Regions from separate parts of the Oryza sativa genome. Here region 1 is linked to region 2. The links are chromatin contacts, called in public HiCAR-type maps. All regions are on one chromosome and are shown on one strand. The core of a region is the stretch at or near the end of the contact, and the rest is flanking DNA. Distances in the headings are between cores, read along the strand shown. Region 1 holds the start of LOC4342668 (UDP-glycosyltransferase 91C1). Region 2 holds the start of LOC107277583 (F-box protein At3g07870).

What was found. HiCAR-type assays count read pairs that join an accessible place to other places.
Region 1: a HiCAR-type map of leaf shows a contact between it and region 2, with 2.4 times the contacts expected there. The contact joins the promoter of LOC4342668 here to the promoter of LOC107277583 in region 2. A contact is called at or near these places in 1 of 15 Hi-C or Micro-C datasets (leaf) and 1 of 4 datasets of contacts at active chromatin or transcription factors (leaf).

The regions. Positions count from the first base shown.
Region 1 is chr7:5,571,103-5,574,771 of ASM3414082v1, forward strand. It overlaps LOC4342668 (UDP-glycosyltransferase 91C1), which reads left to right and starts at 2,242. Exons shown (of 1, transcript XM_015790723.3): 1 at 2,242-3,669. The coding sequence starts at 2,612.
Region 2 is chr7:5,364,319-5,367,657 of ASM3414082v1, forward strand. LOC107277583 (F-box protein At3g07870) reads right to left here and starts at 1,774. Exons shown (of 1, transcript XM_015789963.3): 1 at 383-1,774. The coding sequence starts at 1,751. The coding sequence ends at 489.

The DNA of each region.
Region 1 (3,669 bases), core at 992-3,491, 210 kb after region 2:
AGATGGACTAGGAACCATTATATTGCAACCAAAGTTAGCTGGTTGTATCTCAAGAGTTAGAGATTTGCCCTGCTTTGCAATAGAAAAGTACGGATATCAACTACCAAAGTAGCCATTAGCCAAACCATTCAACAGCCTACGGACACATTAGCAATACCGATAATATAGAGTCGGGTGGGGACTAGGGAGACATGAATCCAAATCACCTATTACAGGCAGGGTCACAGATTGACTCACAAACGAGATCAAAGTTCAGATCGCCAACGCGCAGGTAGGCGGCGATCGAGCAAGCAGAGGAGAGCGCGCGGGTGCGGGCAGCAATGGAGCGGCGCATGCTCAAGCATAGGCAGGCGGTTAGCAAGCGGAGGAGCGTGCACGAGAAAACCGACGTCGAGCAAGCGAAGGATCGAGCAACACGAGCTCAGGAGAAAACGAGGAGCAACGTGGATTCGCATGCAAGTGATCTGCGAGCAGGTAAAGGGGAGTGCGTGAGAAAGTCGGCGGCCAGCATAAGCAGAGGCATGGGCTCGCAAGCAGGTAGAAGAGGAGCGGCGGCGACCGATGGCTGACGGGCAGGATCACGAGCAGGCGGGGTGGGCGGAGGAGCTTGACGATGACCGGAAGGAGCAGGTGAGCGGCGGGCCAGTAAAAGTACTCGGTGATGGCCGGAAGAGCGGGTGAGCAAGCCGACAGGCGAGCAGGTGGACGACTATAGATGACCAGTGGTAGGCGGATGAGCGGCGATGACTGGCGCGCGGGCACGCGGGCGAACGATGGACGGGCGAGAGGACGAGCGAGTAGCGGCGCGGCGCGGGCACACGTCGTGCGCCCATCAAAGTGGGTCGAGATAATCCACTCGATTTTGATGGATGCTTTGAACCCGGATTTATAAGGAATGTTTCCATCTGGTGGGTTCAACTCAAACCATACGTACCTCAAATAACCAAACGCGCAGTGAATTTTGTTTTCCATTCTCTCTTCTCTCTATTTTTTTCGAAATTCATACTGCGGTCCAAATTTCAACAATTTCGTTCGGTTTACCTGGGTGTATAGATGGCAATATGGCCCAAGGCTCGACAACCTGGCCCAAAGCACGGCAATTAGGCCCGGCCCAAGTACGGCACGCCGGGCCATGCCTGGGCTGCTCCCGCAGCATAGTGGGCCGGCACGGCCCGACACGACTAAATAAAAATAGTTGAGGGATCCATCATAGACTTAATTCAGCCATTTGAGGTACAGCCCAAAGACAATAGGTATATAAAATAGACTTATTCCAGCCATATAAGACTCAGCCCAAAGACATGCAGGAGGAATAGTAAACTTATTTAATAGAGAAGCACGATGGGCTATCGTGCCTTCAAGCCCGCCCGGCATGGCCCGAGTCTTAATGGGTCGGGCCTAGGCCGGGGATGCAACCCGTGGGCAGGCATAGCCCGGCCCGGTGTGTTGGTCGGGCCATGCCGGCCGAACTAGCTTCGGCCCAGGCCCGGTCGTGCATAGGACGTGCCAGGCCAGGCGGCCCATTTGGCCGAGGAGAAATGATAAACAGGCCTAAATTTTCCCACCCAAAGTGCTAATTTGATTAAACTGGTTGACTATAGACATCGCAAAGACATTGGAGTCAACAGTTATACAACTTTTCGTCAATTTTAGCTAGAGTTTCACAAATAGAATTCAATAAATTTGTGTTTTATGTTTCTATTGGTGTTAGTAGTGGTAGGTGCCTCTGTCAGTTTGGATGTGTTCTTTATGACTTGTTTATTTAAGGTGTGATTGTATTTGGATCATGTTTTGTAATAATTGGCTATACCTCTGTCTGTCAGTAAAGGTCGGGATTCTATTCTATTATCTAAAAATAGCGAAGACCTTGAATGGCCAAAAATTTGGAATTTTGTTTGACACATGGGTAGGCGTTAGCGGGCTAAACTTTGGCCCACACGAATGTGTAACGGGCTAATAATTTCGGCTTGCCTAATGCGTTAGTGACAAAATTGGCCCATGTAGCAATATTTAAACAAGTCGGAAAAACTTTAAACGGAAACTAGTAGACTAGCTATACAACTTGGACCATAAATCTCCTCAAAACTTTCAGATAACTTAGTACGATAGTGATGTAATAAATTATAACAAATGTAGTTACATTTTAACTTCAAAAAATTAGGGGCTCTCGGAGTATTATCTCCGTCCCAAAATAAGTTTATTTTTCACTCATCACACACATATTAATATAAAAACAAAAATATTAGAATATCCCTACTTTATCAAATCGCAATGTAACTATTGGTCACTCTATCTACTCTCAATAACATTATTCTCTATTTTTACAAACTACCCCTCCATCCGAGGTGTGATTTTTTTTTTGACAGAGTAGTACGATGCAATGATTAATTTAAAAAAAATTATTTTGGAATAAATTGAAGGGGTGTAAAAATGAATTTAATATGAGACAGAGAAGTTAGATCCAATACAATACAATATTACAGCGGTGTCAGTTGATGTACAAACGTCTGACACATTGTTTTCAAAAAAGAAAGAGGAAGAAGACATATACAAATTCATTGACCGAGAACGATAGCACGCATCACATCAGCATCTACACGGATAGCCAAAGATGGCGATCAATGGCGTCGCCGGCGCCGGCGCCGGCGACGTCGACGTCGACGTCGACGTCGATGCATCAGCACCTCCACCTCCTCTCCACCTGGTGATGTTCCCGTGGCTGGCGTTCGGCCACCTCATCCCGTTCCTCCAGCTCGCCAAGCGCCTGGCGGCGCGTGGCCACGCCGCCGTCACCTTCCTCGCCACGCCGCGGAACGCCTCCCGCCTCGCCGCGCTCCCGCCGGAGCTCGCCGCCTACGTCCGCGTCGTCTCGCTCCCGCTTCCGGTGCTCGATGGCCTGCCGGAGGGCGCGGAGTCGACGGCCGATGTCCCGCCGGAGAAGGTGGAGCTTCTCAAGAAGGCGTTCGACGGCCTCGCCGCGCCCTTCGCCGCATTCCTCGCCGACGCCTGCGCCGCCGGAGACCGGGAAGGACGACCAGATCCTTTCAGCAGGAGGCCCGACTGGGTCGTCGTCGACTTCGCCCACGGCTGGCTCCCGCCCATCGCCGACGAGCACCGGGTGCCGTGCGCCTTCTTCTCCATCTACTCGGCGGCGGCGCTCGCGTTCCTCGGCCCGAAGGCGGCGCACGACGCGCACCCGCGCACCGAGCCGGAGGACTTCATGTCGCCGCCGCCGTGGATCACGTTCCCCTCCACCATCGCCTTCCGCCGCCACGAGGCCGCGTGGGTCGCCGCCGCCGCCTACCGGCCCAACGCCTCCGGCGTCTCCGACATCGACCGGATGTGGCAGCTGCATCAGCGGTGCCACCTCATCGTCTACCGCAGCTGCCCCGACGTCGAGGGCGCCCAGCTCTGCGGCCTCCTCGACGAGCTCTACCACAAGCCCGTCGTGCCCGCCGGCCTCCTGCTGCCGCCCGACGCCGCCGGCGACGACGACGACGGCCACCGCCCGGACCTGATGCGGTGGCTCGACGAGCAGCCGGCGAGGTCGGTCGTCTACGTGGCGCTCGGGACGGAGGCGCCGGTGACGGCGGACAACGTCCGCGAGCTCGCGCTGGGGCTGGAGCTCGCGGGCGCGCGGTTCCTCTGGGCGCTGCGCGACGCCGGCGA
Region 2 (3,339 bases), core at 524-3,023:
TAGAATGCTTTTCAAATTGCTAAACGGTACATTTCGTACGAAACTTTCTATATGAAAGTTGTTCTAAATAATCAGATTAATCTATTTTTCAAGTTTGTAATAATTAAAACTTAATTAACACACATTATTACCACCTCGTTTTACGTGAAACACTTAACCTTCATCTTCATCTTTAGAAGATTTAAACACCACCATGTGGCTTATAGATAGATTGTAAGCCAAGTAGCCAGCCAGATTCGAATTCAAAACCTTTGGTTCTGATACCATATTATGTTACATGTACTAAACAATTTAACCCAATAAGCTTAAATTGGTGAGGAAACAGCGTTCACAAGAAAATTGGTGAGGAAAGACTTACAGTTCTCACTTGTACTCCAACAGATAAGTTCACAAAACAAATTGGAAGCAAATATAAGTAAAAAAAATGATAGCAAAAGCAAGGATTACAAGATTAAAAGTGATATTATTTATCTTCTGATGAGATGGTGCTACTTGTCATTGTCAACAACAACACTACCTGAACTCAACAAACATCCCTTGTACACACCAACCTCAACACAATCACCATCACCCAAATCCTTGCATTTCCCTATCTCCAGATCATACACCATCACCCTCCCCTTGGGTCGCACGCAGAACACGATCATCCTCTCATCCAACACCAACAATGGATGCGCGTAGAATTCTCGAGGGCGAAGGTGGATCTGAATTTTGTATTCTTTGACCCAGGTTTCTTCTTCAGAGTCGATCAGAAACCAAAGATCCATTGATGATGATTGATGAGATCGATCGCGATGAACTGTAACCAAGAAGCCTTTCAGCTCGGTCAAGGTCAGCAATGGCGGCGACAGATCGTTGTCTTGTTGGATCTGATGGATGTTGAGTGGTCCACGGAGAAGCGGCCTCCATTGCTCGGTGTCGAGGTCGAAGCGAGCAATGGCGCCGTGGTGGATGTCGTCGTCGTCGTGCTCGAAGGGGAGGAAGGGGAGGGGTATGTCAACTGCCAAGAAGTGCACGACGCCGGCGACGACGGCCATGCCGGCGTTGCTGGCGCCGGCGAGGTGGAACGGCGGCCTCGGCATGCCTCTCCACCTCGCACCGGCGTGGGCGCGGCCGGCGCGGTCGAGGGCGAGGACCTCGACGAGCTGCTCGACGCGCAGGTCGGGGGAGAGGCTCGCCACGCGGAGCACCTTGTACTCGCCAGTCGAGGAGGCGCGGCCGAACGCGTGGGTGAACGCGTGGAACCTCTCCTCGAGCCGCCACCCCGCCCATGGCTTGTTCTCCTCGGCGAGGTCGTGCGGCAGCGGGTCGTCGGCGCCGGCGCCGGTGACCGGGTGGAGGACGCGCGCCCTCCTGTCCGTCCCGACGACGCAGGCCAGATCGCCGCACGTGGACAGCTCCAGGACGCCCTCCTCCGCGCGCGTCCGCCGCACGACGTCGCCGGCGAGGCCCACGAGGTCGACGTGGCCGCCCGACCCGCGGCTGGTACGGCACGGGGCGCCGGTGGCGACGAGCAGGGCGCCCCGGCGCGCGGCGTGCGCGGCGACGAAGCGCGGGTCCGAGAGCGTGGCGCGCCACGGCCGGCACACGGCGCGGAAGCGGGCGGCCGCCTTGGCCGGGAGGCGCAGCAACACCTCGCGCACCATGTCCTCCGGCATCAGGGCCGCGACGCCGCCACCGCCATCGCCGGCGGCCGCCATCCGTCGCTTCCTCCGTCCACCAGATCGCGGCTGTCTCGTCGGCGGCGCCATCGCTGACGTGCTTCGAGAGCGATGGGGAATGTGGGATACTGGGTATCTGGGATTTTCAGAATTTTCAGATTCCTCAGTGGAAGAGTCTAGAACATTCTGCGCGTAAACTATAAGGATTTTGATTCCGAGGACAAAGGGATAAAATTGATACAAAAAACGTAACGTATATGGAAAAATTTATGGGGATAAAATCGGAGTCCAGTACAACATTTGCTATACCTTTTCATACTCTTGTTTTGCATCGTCGTGTTCCTTTAGACAGGGTTGATAATAAAATTTATCTCTATCTCTATCTCTCCTACTTAGAAAATTAGAAAGGTTTCCGTCATCCGTCCGTGAAAAAAAGGTGAAAAAAATCGGGAGAAATAAAATCGAATCTGATTACATGTGACGCGGTAAAAAATAAAATCGAATCCATCCACGGGAAGCTGCCGGCGCCGTCGGTGAAGCCGGATCGGCGATGTCTACGTCGCCGTTGGATCCGCCGCAGGAAGCCGCCGGCGTCGTTGCCGTCAACGCCGCTGGATCTTGAGGGTGGAGAGGGTGCCGTCGCCGATAGAAACAAAGAGGCCGACAGGGAGGGACGGCCGTCGAGGCCGACGGGGTGAGGGAGAGGGCGAGGGACAGTCGTCACCGCACCATGTAGGTGAGACGGGGGGAGAGGAAAGGGGAAGCGGCGCCGCCGGAGGGGCACCGGAGGGAGAGTGGAGGGGAAGCAACACCGCCGGAGGGGTGAGGGGAGGGGAAGAGGCCGCGTCGGGCGGGGGGAGGGGGAGGTGGCGTCAGGTAGGAGGAGGCGGCCGGCGATAGGGTGGGGGTGGGGGGAGAATGATTTAGGGTTAGGGTTGTATCAGGGTTTTGATTAATTTGGAACCGATATGAGCCGTCCATTGAAACAAACGGCTCAGATCGATCGAGTGTCGGGCTAGCCTCCATCACCGGACCATGACACTTGGCCACATGTGGGCCAGCAGTCCATCACAAACGTGGAACTGAGAGGAGTATGGGGATGTTAGTTAGACTTTAGTCCCTTGCGGCTTGAGAAAAGTTGGCCGGCTCGGTTGTGGATTGAAAAAGAAAATGGGCTGAAAATGGCCCATGGAGAAAGAATGATTTTTATTTAAATAAATACTTAAATGATGTTTGTATTATCAAAATTAGCAATTAAGCCCTTTTAATTCCAATAAAATTTCAAAGAGTGTAATTAATATGGAGAATTTAATAAAAATTAAATCCAACAATATTATTTTATTTTTCACACTTAGTTTACTTATAAATTAATTTAATTATATACATACCCACATAAAAAATACCCAAATATTCCAAAAAAATGTATTGCAATTAATTAGAATTTAATATGTTTTAATTCAATTTTCTCGTTTTTTCTTCCCGTTGCAACGCACGGGCACTTTTACTAGTATATTAAAAAAATGCAAAAAATACAACCTTGCATTACAATAAAAATAAGTAAAATATCTACATAACTACATAATATATGCAACTAATTATTTTGTAAACACACAAAAGCCTTACGCATCGACATATTAGAAGAGAGCAAACATGATAGAACATGGGTATGGAGAGATAC